Regions from separate parts of the Mus musculus genome. Here region 2 is linked to region 1. The links are chromatin contacts, called in public HiCAR-type maps. All regions are on one chromosome and are shown on one strand. Each heading gives the region's core, a stretch centred on a gene start, on an enhancer-like site or on the middle of the called end of the contact. The rest is flanking DNA. Distances are from core to core; before and after follow the strand shown.

Region 1 (6,359 bases), core at 2,165-4,664:
GTGCCAAGTCTACTAATGAAGTGGGGAGCTTCCATTGACCATTAATAAGCAACACTTCACGGAAGACAGACTTCAGATTCCGATGAGGTCATAGTCTGCAGTTTGCATCTTAGTGGACAAAGCACTGGTATTGACTGGGTGGATGATATAGGAAGCCATTTTCAGGAAAGACGGTAAAAATGTGATGTTGTGTTGTTTGTAGCAGGAATTATGGGAAGACATACAAGAGGGAGATACTACTAGATAAGCCTTTCACTTGATCATAGACAGAAGACTTGAGACTAGAAGGCTCTTGATTGATCACAGAGCTTTGATAGTTTTATATCTAGTTCTACGTACTTGCTTACCATAAACATCAATATACAATTCTAAGCGTCCTGTGACCAGTAGTGGGTGTAGGTCACATCACCTCATGCAGACATCGCCTCATGAAGTGCAGTGACTGACTCAGACAACCTGAACTACCTTGCTACATGGATCTATAACTAAAGCGTGCACAAGCAATGATATTCAAAGTCTTGAACATTCTGCCCCTTCAAGGTTCTCTTAGTGAAATTGATTATAACCTGAATCTCATACACATCCCCATCTCTCCACAGCATATATATCCACCTAAATTATAGAAAATATGAAATTGAAAATCAAGCTTCACAGTTGAAATATTTGACTTACATTCTTTAAAAATTCTTGCTTATATAGAGAATAAAAATATGAACATTAATAAATGCTTGTCATAAATAAATATATAGAGATTTTTATAGGAGATGGGCGAATGGTTTTCCTTATCCCCATGGACCGTTTTAGGTTGAAATTTGGTAGACTATTTGACATTTAATAATGGATAGCTTTGAGGTTCATGCTACCATATACTTGGTTATGTCTATTTTGTTGGTTGCTTGTTCAGTAGTTTGAATTAAAAGCCTCAAAATTATAAAGAAATTATACTGTATGCCTGAAGTGCCATATAATATACTAACCACAAGATGTATGATATTATACTAGATGCCTAATTTAGCACTTTGAACATCTCTTCTTAACTGTAAGGAAGTGTGATTCAATCAACGAGCATGTGTGAAAATGCTTTCAAGATTGAGGCTTAGTGGCTTTTCAATTTGTAGATTTTCCTTTTTCTTGAACACTTTATACTAAAGTGAAACACTGTAATCCTTCCATAAAGTAAATATTAGTAGCTTCCCTTGCAACATTATTTTTCTCATTAGTGTAATACTTTAAATGATCTATCAATGTATGGGCTATGGTGTATAGCTTATCATAATAGACATTTGCTAGCAAATGTTGAGAAATACACATATTATGTTAAAGAGAGTGAAAGTCTGTTGCAACCACTAAGATACCATCATGCTATCCTTCATGAATTTTCTTAGTTTATTATCATGTTTGGAGTTCAAACTTCTGACACATTTTTCTCTGCATTTTAACGTTAACATTATAATTTTTTTCTCTTAAGCTAAGTAGTCTCATTTCTAGAGTTACCATCTACTATGAAACAAAAAACCCGAAGTTATTCCAAAGGCTAAATATATGTCAGATCTCACACACACACAAGCACACACATTCACACTTCTCTGCTATTCTCAGTAAAACATGTACCTCCATTTTTTTCGTCCTAAGTACTCAAAGAGTATTACCTAGACATCTCAGTCGTTGCCAAGTTTGTCAAACGGTTAGAAAAATTAATTATAAAAAACTAACTATGCATATTTTATCTGTGGTATGTACTACAGAGAAGCAGGTGAAATGCTCAACTGAATTTAGTATTTATAAGATTTTAAAATAAAATGATGACTGATGACTTAAATATTGAGCACATGTCCAAAACAGCTTATAACTTCGCTCATGTTCCTCCTTTGCTATTTACCCAGAGACTACATTTTTCTGTGATCTGGGGAGACAGGAAGAAAATATAGAATAGTTTTGCACTCGTTCTATCTGGGATTCGTGAATCCTGTTCACTATAACCTTGGGGAGCATTCATAATTAATGGGCATATAAGCAAGAAGTGACTGCTTAATGCGGAAACATTTGCAGTCATTAACGGGCTGACCTCCTCTAGCTAGGTATCCTCATGGTGCTGAAAGGATAGCTCCCGATCACCTGTGGCCATCCTTCAGTTGCTGGGGCAAGAAGGGAGAAAGGACTAGGAAGGAAAGCAGACCTTCGGAACCCGGAGTGAGGGGGTACCAATTCCCAACTTCCCTTCATATGCCAAGAAAACAGCTTAAAAAATAAAAACACTACATGCTTGAAGTGTCAAGATTTTGTTTTTCTTTTTTAAACAGTATTTTCCTTTTCACTTTTTTTTCTCAAAGTACAATTTTGAGCCACACGTTCCAAAGAGGATAGGAAAAGGTGAGTTTTATAAATCATATATTCCACCATTAAAAATCAGTGGCAGCATCCTGTTACGAGAGGATGGAACTGTGTAGAGTTTTACCAGGCATCCCTAGGTGGATGGAGGGTAAGACAGGGAGTGACCTCCTTGGGAGTTGAACCGATTCCTTATTCAATGGAGCCCTCTCCCTCGCCCCGCCTGGCCGGTGCGTCTAGTCCAGAGCTCAGCGCCCTGCGTGTGATTCCCTCCCGCAGAAGGCAAACTGACTGAGACAAAGCAGCTGTACCGAGGCTTCACTGGGGGAGGGCGCGAAGGTGAAGTGGCATAGGGGTGCAGTGGGAACCACTAAAAAAAGTGCCCTCATTTTGCCTGAGAAAGCTCTATCCCGCAAGCTCATCGCTGAGGTAGCAGAGTACAAAGGGAGACAACTGGAAGGCTCAAACTTCCAGATCTTTCCACCCGCAGCTACGCAGCCCACCCGGCACCGCTCTGAGGACAAAGCGTGTGCGACTGGCGCTCTCCGCCTGGTCACCGCACCCTGAGCGAATAGCTCCCCACGGCGGGATGGATCCCCATCTCCGAGGACTGGGGGACCCTACCTTGAGCAGCACAAAGAGCCCGAGCAGAGGTAGCAGGCGGCGGCCCCCGAGCGTTCCCCTAGGCAGGTGCCCCATCGCGGCGCGACCAGGGACCGGGGAGGGAACGGCAGCGCCAGCAGTTCTCCGTGGCGCTTACAATGACCAGTCCCGGCTGGCAGCCTCAGACTTCGGGCGCCCGGGCGGCTCCGGGCGGCCGCATGTCGCCTGGCAGGTCGTCCTGTGCCCCCGGATGGATCGCTCTCCTCTTCTGTGCCCGAGTCCTGCTAGAACGTGCTTGGAGCCGGCGTTGTTTAATGGCTAAGGATGGAGAGGGTGGGGATGGCAGTGGGCGAGGCTCTGCGCCACAGCTACAGCGGTTGCCACGGGAGGCAGGGGTCGGCGTGCGGAAGGAGCTGCCCGAGCTCCGCAGGCAGACAACCCTCCGCGGCCCCCTAGCAACAGTGGTGTTCTCTCTCAGAGCAAGGAACTCCTCAAGTGCAGATCTTGGGTCCTCCCACCAGGGCCTGCCTGCTTCCCATTGCTAGGCAGCCCCCCAGACCAGGCTCCGCCTCAGCCTTTCCAGAGTCTCCTAGGAAGAGTTGTTTGAGGGTTTCCCCTCTCTCTTATCTCAGGCCCTTCTCAACCCCCCCCCCCCGTTCCTTTGCCCTTGTATTTACAAGTGACACTACAAGTGACACTTAATGTTTTCGAAAAGAGGAGTGAATCTCAACTTCTATACCCCCCGACCTCAGTTCAATTCCCCCATAGCATCCTATAATCAGCTAGGGAAACTGAATAATTCTGTGCGTTTCCCCCTCTTATCCTGCTGCCCACACCTAGCTCACAGTATTTTACACGTATTTAGAATAAGTGTGTAATATATTCTCTCTGTGTGTGAACACACTAAGTACTCTGAATTATCCATGAATAACTAACTAATCTAAGAATTTAGAATCACAAGCAACGATTTCCATGAAGTGTGTCTCATGTCTACTTATCTGTCTCTAGAGGTTTTGTGTAGTTTTTGAAAGACAACTCTATATTAAAAATAAAAAGTGGGATTCATTATATTAAGTCATTTCTTTTTATCATGTAAATGTCCTGGGTGGGCCCTGAGGTGCTGGAATTTTGTTTTTATCCTTCAAAGTGTGGTATCAGGTGACAGAAAAGGGCACCCTGGCGGTGCACTTAGGAGTGTGTCACCAGCACTCTGGGACACAGCTGAGGAATGGTGGCCTGCTATAGGATCAGAGTCGTGTGTGCTCATCTTTTTCTACATGAGGACTATAAACTAAAGGTTTGGATTAGGAATTTTTGCATGAATAGATCGAGGCACTAACAGTTCTTCAGAAAACAGAACGAGGCTCTGGGCTTGTGTGTGAGTGTTTCCCTTGCTGGCACCAAAGCTACCTCAGTACACAGCCTTGATGGACTTCTGTTCAGCGCCCTCGTGCCTGTCCTTTGTTGGCCTGACTCTCATGCCCTCCCTCCCTCTCCCCCCCCCAAGGTTTTCCCTGCTTCCCACTTCTGGGCCAAACTCGAGTGCTTTCTAAGAAATGGCTCCTCAGACCTGCACTTTCAGAGCCTTTGGTCTGATATGTTTTTCTTTTATTTTGAAGCTTTTGAAAGTGGTTTTCCATTTCCAGCTACATCAAAGAGGCTCCACAGTGATCTAATTTCCAGACAGAGATGCTCAAGTTGGGGCCTAAGTGGTACTCACAAGATGCCAGAAGTTATTCTTTTAAATAGAGTTTTATTTTAGTATCAGTATGTGAATTAAATACATATGTAAGGTTAATTGTGCATATACATGTGTGTGTGTGTGTGTGTGTGTGTGTGTATACACACACACATATATATATTTGGGATAGGAATGTTTGATCTATTTTAGGCATTAGGAAGCAATTTTGCTCAAATATTAATCATATAAATGCAAAAGGTACTTTCAAAATAATGCATTACTTTAAATACCCCTACCTAACTGTATGCTTCACCTTCTCTCTGCTCAGTTAAATCACACATTGTGTACAGATGTGTACGTGGACCACTTTAGGGCAGCAGCAACATTAAGTGTTTAGTGCATCACCGCCCAGGAAAGCACTAGTAATTAGCATGATTAATATTCCATTAGCAGCATGTGACTACATGGCCTGAAGACTGGAAGTTTTATGTGGTAATCATAGAAGAGATCCTTTCCAGAGATAAACATTTTACATAGTGATCACAGAGGGAAAAAAATAGTCTTGCTTGTTCTTGTGTCTAAACCAATGACAGGATCACAAATTCTTACTGGAGACTCCCGCTAAGAATGCGTATGTGGCGTTGTCCGTGGTGTGCTGATTCAGACCACTAGCTGGTCTTCCATTGCTGTGTTTCTAAAACATGTTAAATCTTACTAAACTAGTTTAGAGAGTCCCAACAAGAATGGCCACAGGTAGCATTAATGTATGCAGTCATTTTGGTCCCCAGTTGCCTGAAAGTATCCATTAGGTTTTCCAGTCTCAACCATGCTGCTTCCTAAAGAGGGCTCAGAGCATTGTATTCTCTAGATGTCACTCTGTCTGGAGAAAGATAAACACAGAACAAAATGGACCCCCTTGTGCACTGAATTTTAAATGAAATGACTCTCAGAATGAAACAAAGCTGTTTACTTGGAAAAGGACAATAATGAGCAGTTAGCGATCTGAGAGACCGATGATGTTAAGTCTGAAAGATTATTTATTTGACTGGAAGAAATTGTTTGTTTTTTTTTAATAAGTAAAACTCTTGTTCTCGCCTCTGTGGGTCAGTCACATCTTTCTTTCACATACAAACAGGGGTAATAGCAGCCAGGGAACGCAGCGAGAATCCCTGCAAGAGCCCTAATGACGAGTCAATTGGGACTCCTGCACTGCCCAGGCCAATGAAGCTCAACTGTGTCGCCCAGAGACAGCTCTATAATGCAGTTCCACGTGTGCAGTCCCAGCTTCCAGGACTGAAATAGCTTGCAAGGCTGTCAGCAGTTTCAGTATTAGACAGTTGCTCATGTGGTGGTGGGGGGGGGGGCGTGGAGGGACTCCTCATTGACAAATAATTTGCTTTGTGTAGATTACAGGGAGGAGGAAAACTTGACTCAGGAAGCATCAAACAGTACCCAACCTGGAAAACTCACCATAGATGTTAAGATTGCCAACCATGTTCCACAGATTGCAATGTTTACCGAGTGTGAACTGAAGATTACACGGAACGAGTTCTCAAGAGAAGGACAGTCAGCAACGCTCTGGTTTTCAGTCTCTTGGGGCATTTGTTTAGTGCTCTCCCTCTGATGAGGCCTGACTTCTCACCTAAGAACTGTGTTGACAACTCATAAGCTCCAAGTCTTTCAGAATGCACGTGATTGACAGCTCTCAGGTGAACAGCAGGATGGAGCTACCAAGACTCCTTCCACT
Region 2 (6,359 bases), core at 2,394-4,893, 1.2 Mb before region 1:
GGCGGAAGCAAGAGGCTTTTTCTCTTGCGTGGCTGCTGCATCTCCAGGCGTGATGGTGGGAGAGTGTGAACAGGAGTCCTTGTCAACCTCACCCCTTCCTTGACTGACCACTTTGACTGTACCTGGACTTCTAGAGTGGGTGCTGTCTTCCGACTACCCAAAGCGACAACCTGTCTGATACTCCAACCTCCACAGAAGCATCTTTGGGACGCTACAGAAATCACTACTGAACATCCCCACACAAAAGTTATCTGTGGGGTGCGTCTTGCAAAAAGAGACGGCCGAAAACTTGAAGACTTGTTTAGAAACAGGCACACACATACACTGCTTTTTTTTGTGCAAGATCTCTTTTGAGCAAAGGTAAGTAATATATGTCTGATCACCCCCATGTAACCGTCTTCCTGCGTTCTGTGCCCCCCCCCCTCCCTCATAAAGAATCACAATAGAAAAGTCCAGGAAAAGATAGTCTACCTTCTTGGTATTTTATTTTATTTTATTTTTGTATTAGAGAATGTGGAATAGATTGAGTTAAACACTCTCATCAAATGTATAAGTAGCAGAAAGAAGGGGTAGGCAAAAGAAAATCGGGCCAAGAAGATGTAGCTCTCAATGGCAATCTTTTTGCAAAGATTTCCGAAGCATGTGTAATTAAAGTGGGTAGTTTACTCTCAGGAAATGAAGAAAGTGCTTGCCTGGCTGGATCCAACCTTTAGCTTGGCTGAGTAAACAAAACCACAAATTCTTCTTTCACTTTTTCTCCTTGGGAGGAGGGGCTGAGACTTTAGGGGTTACAGGGAGCCAGGAAAACAGGGGTTTGCTGAGGGTTAATGGTGTTTTTCACAAAGTGTCAGCAGAAGATGATTAAATTCCACCTCTTGTTCACCGGATCACTTTGTGTGCACTTGTATATTTCATTGTCGGCGACCACTGGCGATCACATCTGTGCGCATTAAGCATCAAGCCTCTTCATCTGCACGGGGGTTTTTCTGATGATTTTTTTTCTGTGAATAATTCATATGATTATGAAGAGAAAAACTGCTATTTTCTCTCTCTCTCTCTCTCTCTCTCTCTCTCTCTCTCTCTCTTCTGTGGCACAGATTAAAAAAAAATCTTGCTGTAAATTGCGTGATTGGGGAGATAGCCTGCTTTCAAATAATTTAATTCATGACAAAACCTAATTACTGTCAGGTAATACCCTGTCAGCTTTAATGCATTTCATCAGTCATAATGAAAAGAAGAGCATTTTATGACCCATCTAATTATCATTACATTTTAGGGGAAAATGAATGGCATGGAGCTGAATGTTAACTATTCCATTTTATTCTTTTACACATGTGGTTTAGCATATTATTCACTAACTTCACCCCCCCCCTCTCCCTCTCCCTCTCTCTCTCTACAAGTATGGGGTATATGCTAACCCAGAGAGGAAAAGGAGGATGGGGGGAGAGGAAGGGGATGGGATACAATTAGAGCTCTGGATAGTTGCCCTTTTTTAAGGTATCAAAGTGGTTAATGCCTTTGCAGGTTGGTGTTGATATGGGGGATCTTACTGCCACAGTCCAAAAGAGTACTAATTACTGCGAATGATGTCACCGTAGGCAGAGGAATAATCCCATCATTTAATTAGTTGAATGATTTAAACAAAGATTTGCATAGATGCACTCATCAGTTGCCATGAATTACGGAGAAGCAGTTGCCAGCGAGGGGTAACAGATCATACAGTTGGAGGGAAAAAAAACCTCATCCTCCTTGAACATAATTAATTTAATTGTCCTCATTAGCTGTGCCATTTGTTTTGATTTTATTTCTCCCTTTCCCCACACATACTTCTCCCTCCCTCCCTCTTTTCTTCTCAGTACATTGGCTGCTAAAGATAACAGGCAACACACACACACACACACACACACACATACACACACACCAGAGTGTTTTCAGAGTAGATCTGGCTGGAGGGTGGGGTAGGACAAGCAGGGAGCTGTGTGGATGTGTGTGTGTGTGTGTGTGTGTGTGTGTGTGTGTGTGTGCGTGCGCGCACGCCTGAGTACTAGGGCCAGGAAAAGCCAAAACTTAAGAAGTCTGCTTATAGACTGAACAGCTGAAGGGGTTCTCAGTAATCTTCCTGTCTGTGAATTTCGGTATTTTTCAGGTTAGTTCTGAGTTTTGTTGTCTTTGAAAGGGAGAAGAAAGCAAGCCACCTACTATTTTCTTAGGAGCCTTCTGAAGGTTGGGATTAAAAAATAAATTAGACCGGCTATGCCAGGACTTTGGATATAGGGAAGCATAATTTAACATAAATATTCAAGGGGGACTGCTTTAGTGTGTGTGTGTGTGTGTGTGTGTGTGTATATATATATATGTATATATATATATATATATAATTTGATAGATCGGATAGATAGATAGATAGATAGATAGATAGATAGATAGATATTAAAATTGATGTTACAGAAGTAGCAAAGTTTTTCTGTATTGTTTGAAGGGTGTTTTGTGGGTAGTGTTTTTTTGGGGTGGGTGGGTAGTTCAACAATTGATCCTGTCTTGGCACTGAGAGCATCACATCCAGTGTCATTCAAACTGGCACTATTTTTAAGCTTAACCTTTTGACAAGGCTTTGTGAGAGATGCTGAGAGGACCTTGATAGAGACACCAAAGTGGGCGATAGCTGAAGTTTAAAAACTTAGAAAAAGGAGATGGTTTAAAGCTACCAGTGACCTATAGAGCATCGGAGTGCAGGGAAGAGGTTAAGAGTAATGGGAAAAATTTAGAGGCAAAAATAAAAGGATGTACCCAGGCCTTAAAATAAGTGTATGAAGGCAGGGTGTAGGTGGGCAAGTGGCCAGGGGACCGGCTTAGTCCTGGAAGTCTGGCTCAGCTTCCTGGGGACTAACACTGAAGCAGGTTTCAAAGTCAAGTATTCACCTATCTGTAGTAAGTGTGTTTCAGTGGCCACTTTGGGTTCAGCACCTGGTATGGGGTACAAGTTCACAGTCTGACTCCTGGGGCCATTCGAGAGAGAGGAAAGGGTGTGTGGCACTGCCTGGCCTGAGTTTACATGACAAGGCATTCTGCACAGGGACTTCAGAGAGTTTCTAAACAGAATTCATAGCCCTGGAAACTGCAGACACCCCCAGACATTTACTAAAAGGAGGGCTGTGCAGTTTTCCAGTGTTCCCTGGTAGCACTTTGATTCCTTGGCTTTTATTTTAACTTCCTCCACTGGCACTGTCAGTAACAGATTTAGAGGGCAATTTGCTTTCATAGTCCCCATCCTATTCCAAAATGCCCCCGTTATTTTAGGAAGCCCTACCCTTCTCCTTTGGAGCTCTTTTGCAGTTCTTCTTGTGGGCGAGTCCTGGAGGTAGGGTCCTTCCAGAGTCCAGTCCTGCAGAGGTCACATTCTCTGTGTGATAGGCATGGGTGGGAGGGGATGTCCCCAGCGTTTGTCAGTAGCATATGCAATGGGTTGTGCTGACTGCACTCCCAGGCTTGTCAATTTTCACCCTGGGAAATTAGCAACAAAGCCTGGATCTGTCTCGTGGCTGCTTTTGCACTTTCCGAGGGCGGCTGTACTTGACTGAGCTGCGGAACAGACAGCAGAGACACAGCGAGAGAGAGAGAGAGAGAGAGAGAGAGAGAGAGAGAGAGAGAGAGAGAGAGAGAGAGAGAGAGAGAGCTCAAGCAAGCTAGCGAGCAAGGGAGCCAGCTAGAGGGAGGGAGAGAAGGAAGAGAGAGAAGAGGGAGGGGTGGGGGCGAGAGGTAAATACTCTTAAATCGGAAGGGAGCTGCCTTCACTGTGGATCTGACAGGCGCTGCCTGGGCTCCGAGGCGCTGTAATAACTGGGTGACCTTTTCTTGGGCTGTATTATGTCTGGCTGGGAAGGGATTGCATTTTGCGGCTGAGAGCCAGGGCTTCCTTCAGCTCGGGCTCCTCGCACACTGCTGGGGTAAGTTGTCAGGAGCCAGGACCAAGAGAGACATCCCCCGGACTGCAGTTGCCTAAAAGAAGGACACCTGTGGCTCGCATGCGGTCCACACTGGTACTTGGCGGATCCTGGAGGACCTCATTATTTTAAACTTAAAAAAATATATAGAGAGAGATTCTACCCCCCGGTTTTTTTTTTTCCTTTTTTTTTTTCAAACAATGTTTCTTTTTGACCTTTCCCAAGGAGAAGCGCTACCAAGCAGCCGCTGGGCTCATTGAACACCCTCCCCTGTATCGCTTAATTGAGAAGGTAAGTCAGGGGTTGTGTACTCACGCGTCGGCTTATTTGTGCTGTGTATGTCTGCTGGTGCGCGCGTGCGTGTGCGGATGTTGGGTGGCTTTTTTTTCTTCTTCTTCCCCATCCTCTCCCAAGAAGGCATAAAGTAAAGCTGCACCCGAACCATCCCCACCACCACTGCAACTTTCACCGGGCTGCAGGTCTGCAGAGAGGGTTTTGTGTTTGTTTGGTTCTGTTTAAATCATGGGAGGCATCATTATTTTTGTGATGAGACATGAAATAGATGTGGGGCGGAAGACGTGGATGCCGGAGGAAGAGAGTGGAGCGCGCGGCTGCAGCGCGACGCAACATCTCAAGTAGGAGTCTAGTGCATAATAGACAAAGTTCATTGGGAGCTGCAACATTCGCACACCCTGACTCTGGAAGAGGGGTTGGGACAGTTTGCAAAGGTTGGGGGCGGGGTGTTGCTACCAGGCTAAGGGAAGTGATATCAGTCTTGGGTATTTTCCCAGACCTTTCTACACCTGCTTGATGAAATGTATGCCTGCCACCCCCAAGAAAGAGTTGAAATTACAACCTTGTTTTTGTCTACACCCCTGCTTCTCCCAATGCAACCTTAATATCAAAACACTGCTTCTGTGTGTTGCAAAAGTGACTGTGTCGTGTTCAGTGGACATAGGTTCCTTGTACCCAAGTGTCTGCATCTTAACAGGGAGAGAGAGAGAGAGAGAGAGAGAGAGAGAGAGAGAGAGAGAGAGAGAGAGAGAGAGAGAGATTCAGCACATTTTAACCGGGGCTACTCAGATTGCTGTTATGAAACACAAGTCAGATTTATGATCTTTTTCATACCGAACACGATATGCTATGCTAACACTGCGTGTGACGGTTTAATCAAATCCATTTGTTACTAGGAAGCTAAAAGGGGCCGCTGGGATTTTAGGATTACAGGCAGAGTGAGGGAAGCATGTGGCTTTGTCATTCGCCATCATTTTACACGCTCCCTCGTCCCTTCCCCCACTGCCTGCCTCCCTAGCCACTAGACCCCAGCTCCCAAAGTGGCTTCACAATAGTGGATCCTGGGCCCTGCATGCTGCTCACCAGATCCACGCTTGGGCCCCAGATCCGAGTGATTCCCTTTTCTACTCTCTGCCTCCGGGCTTGGTGCTCCATGCGAAGCTGCAGCGACTCAGGCACGCCTCAGTCAACTCATGCAGAAACAAGAGAAAAGTTTTGGTAAGGTTACCTTCTATCACAGAGGCACTTTCTCGGGCCGCTAGGCACTCGTGGCTAGCTCCACAGACTGCCCGTTCTTCTCCTGAGGAAGATATGAAATAATATTGTTGCTGCTGCTTTTAAAGACTGCTGCTTTCGACCAATTAATCTCGCTAGGTGCCAAAAATCCTGGTACATTCTTTGCAAAACCACCCCTGCGTGGCTGCAAAGACACAGCCACAAAAGGTTGGATCATAAACTCCGCAAGGAGATTCTTTGTTAGAGTGTATGTATGTTTCTTATTTTTTTTTTTTTATTTTGCATGTGAGCTGCATCAAAATTGAACCCAGTCTTGCAAATCTCTTGTTGGCCTTTGCCAAGCACTAGCACTTTGCTGCCATGGTAACTGTAATTAAACTGATAAGAGTGGGGAAATGTCAGTATCTCTGAGCCTTGCAGCTGCATTGGAGAAAAAGGGAATCAAATTGGTTTCCAGCTCCATTGCTCAAAAAGGGGAGGGTGGTGGAAGGACGCGGAGGGGGTTGGGAGTTGAAGGGGCAGAACAGAGTTAAGCAGCTCCGGTACCAGAGATTTGGGGACATATATTTACACTGTTTCCCCTTAGGGGGCTGCAGCCTGTAGGGGTGCTCTGGGCCAGTGAACAGAGAGAAACAAGCTTTTAGGCCCAATCCAGTTTTGCAATCTGGGTTGGGGGAGCACAGGGGGTTGGGGGGAGGTGCGTGAGTGGGAGGAAGATGGGCAGGAGGAGAGACAATCTTTTGTTTGGTACTCTTGGCAGTGGGAAGGCTGTGTTGGCCAAATTCTTTTAATCTATGTCATTGCTCCCAGCTGCGAAACCTGCGGACCCAATTTTTGCATCCTCTCTTCCAAAAGCCCTTCTGGATGGAGCCCCCTTCCTCGGCTCCC

The links. HiCAR-type assays count read pairs that join an accessible place to other places.
Region 2: a HiCAR-type map of astrocytes shows a contact between it and region 1, with 2.7 times the contacts expected there. The contact joins the promoter of Lmo3 here to the promoter of Ptpro in region 1. A contact is called at or near these places in 1 of 39 promoter capture datasets (hippocampal neurons) and 1 of 115 datasets of contacts at active chromatin or transcription factors (astrocytes).

What each region holds. Positions count from the first base shown.
Region 1 is chr6:137,249,354-137,255,712 of GRCm38.p6, reverse strand. It overlaps Ptpro (protein tyrosine phosphatase, receptor type, O), which reads right to left and starts at 3,414. Exons shown (of 27, transcript NM_011216.3): 1 at 2,953-3,414. The coding sequence starts at 3,027.
Region 2 is chr6:138,420,314-138,426,672 of GRCm38.p6, reverse strand. Lmo3 (LIM domain only 3) reads left to right here and starts at 3,643. Exons shown (of 4, transcript NM_001356306.1): 1 at 3,643-4,232. It overlaps A830011K09Rik (RIKEN cDNA A830011K09 gene), which reads right to left and starts at 3,568. Exons shown (of 4, transcript NR_126073.1): 1 at 3,308-3,568; 2 at 873-1,001.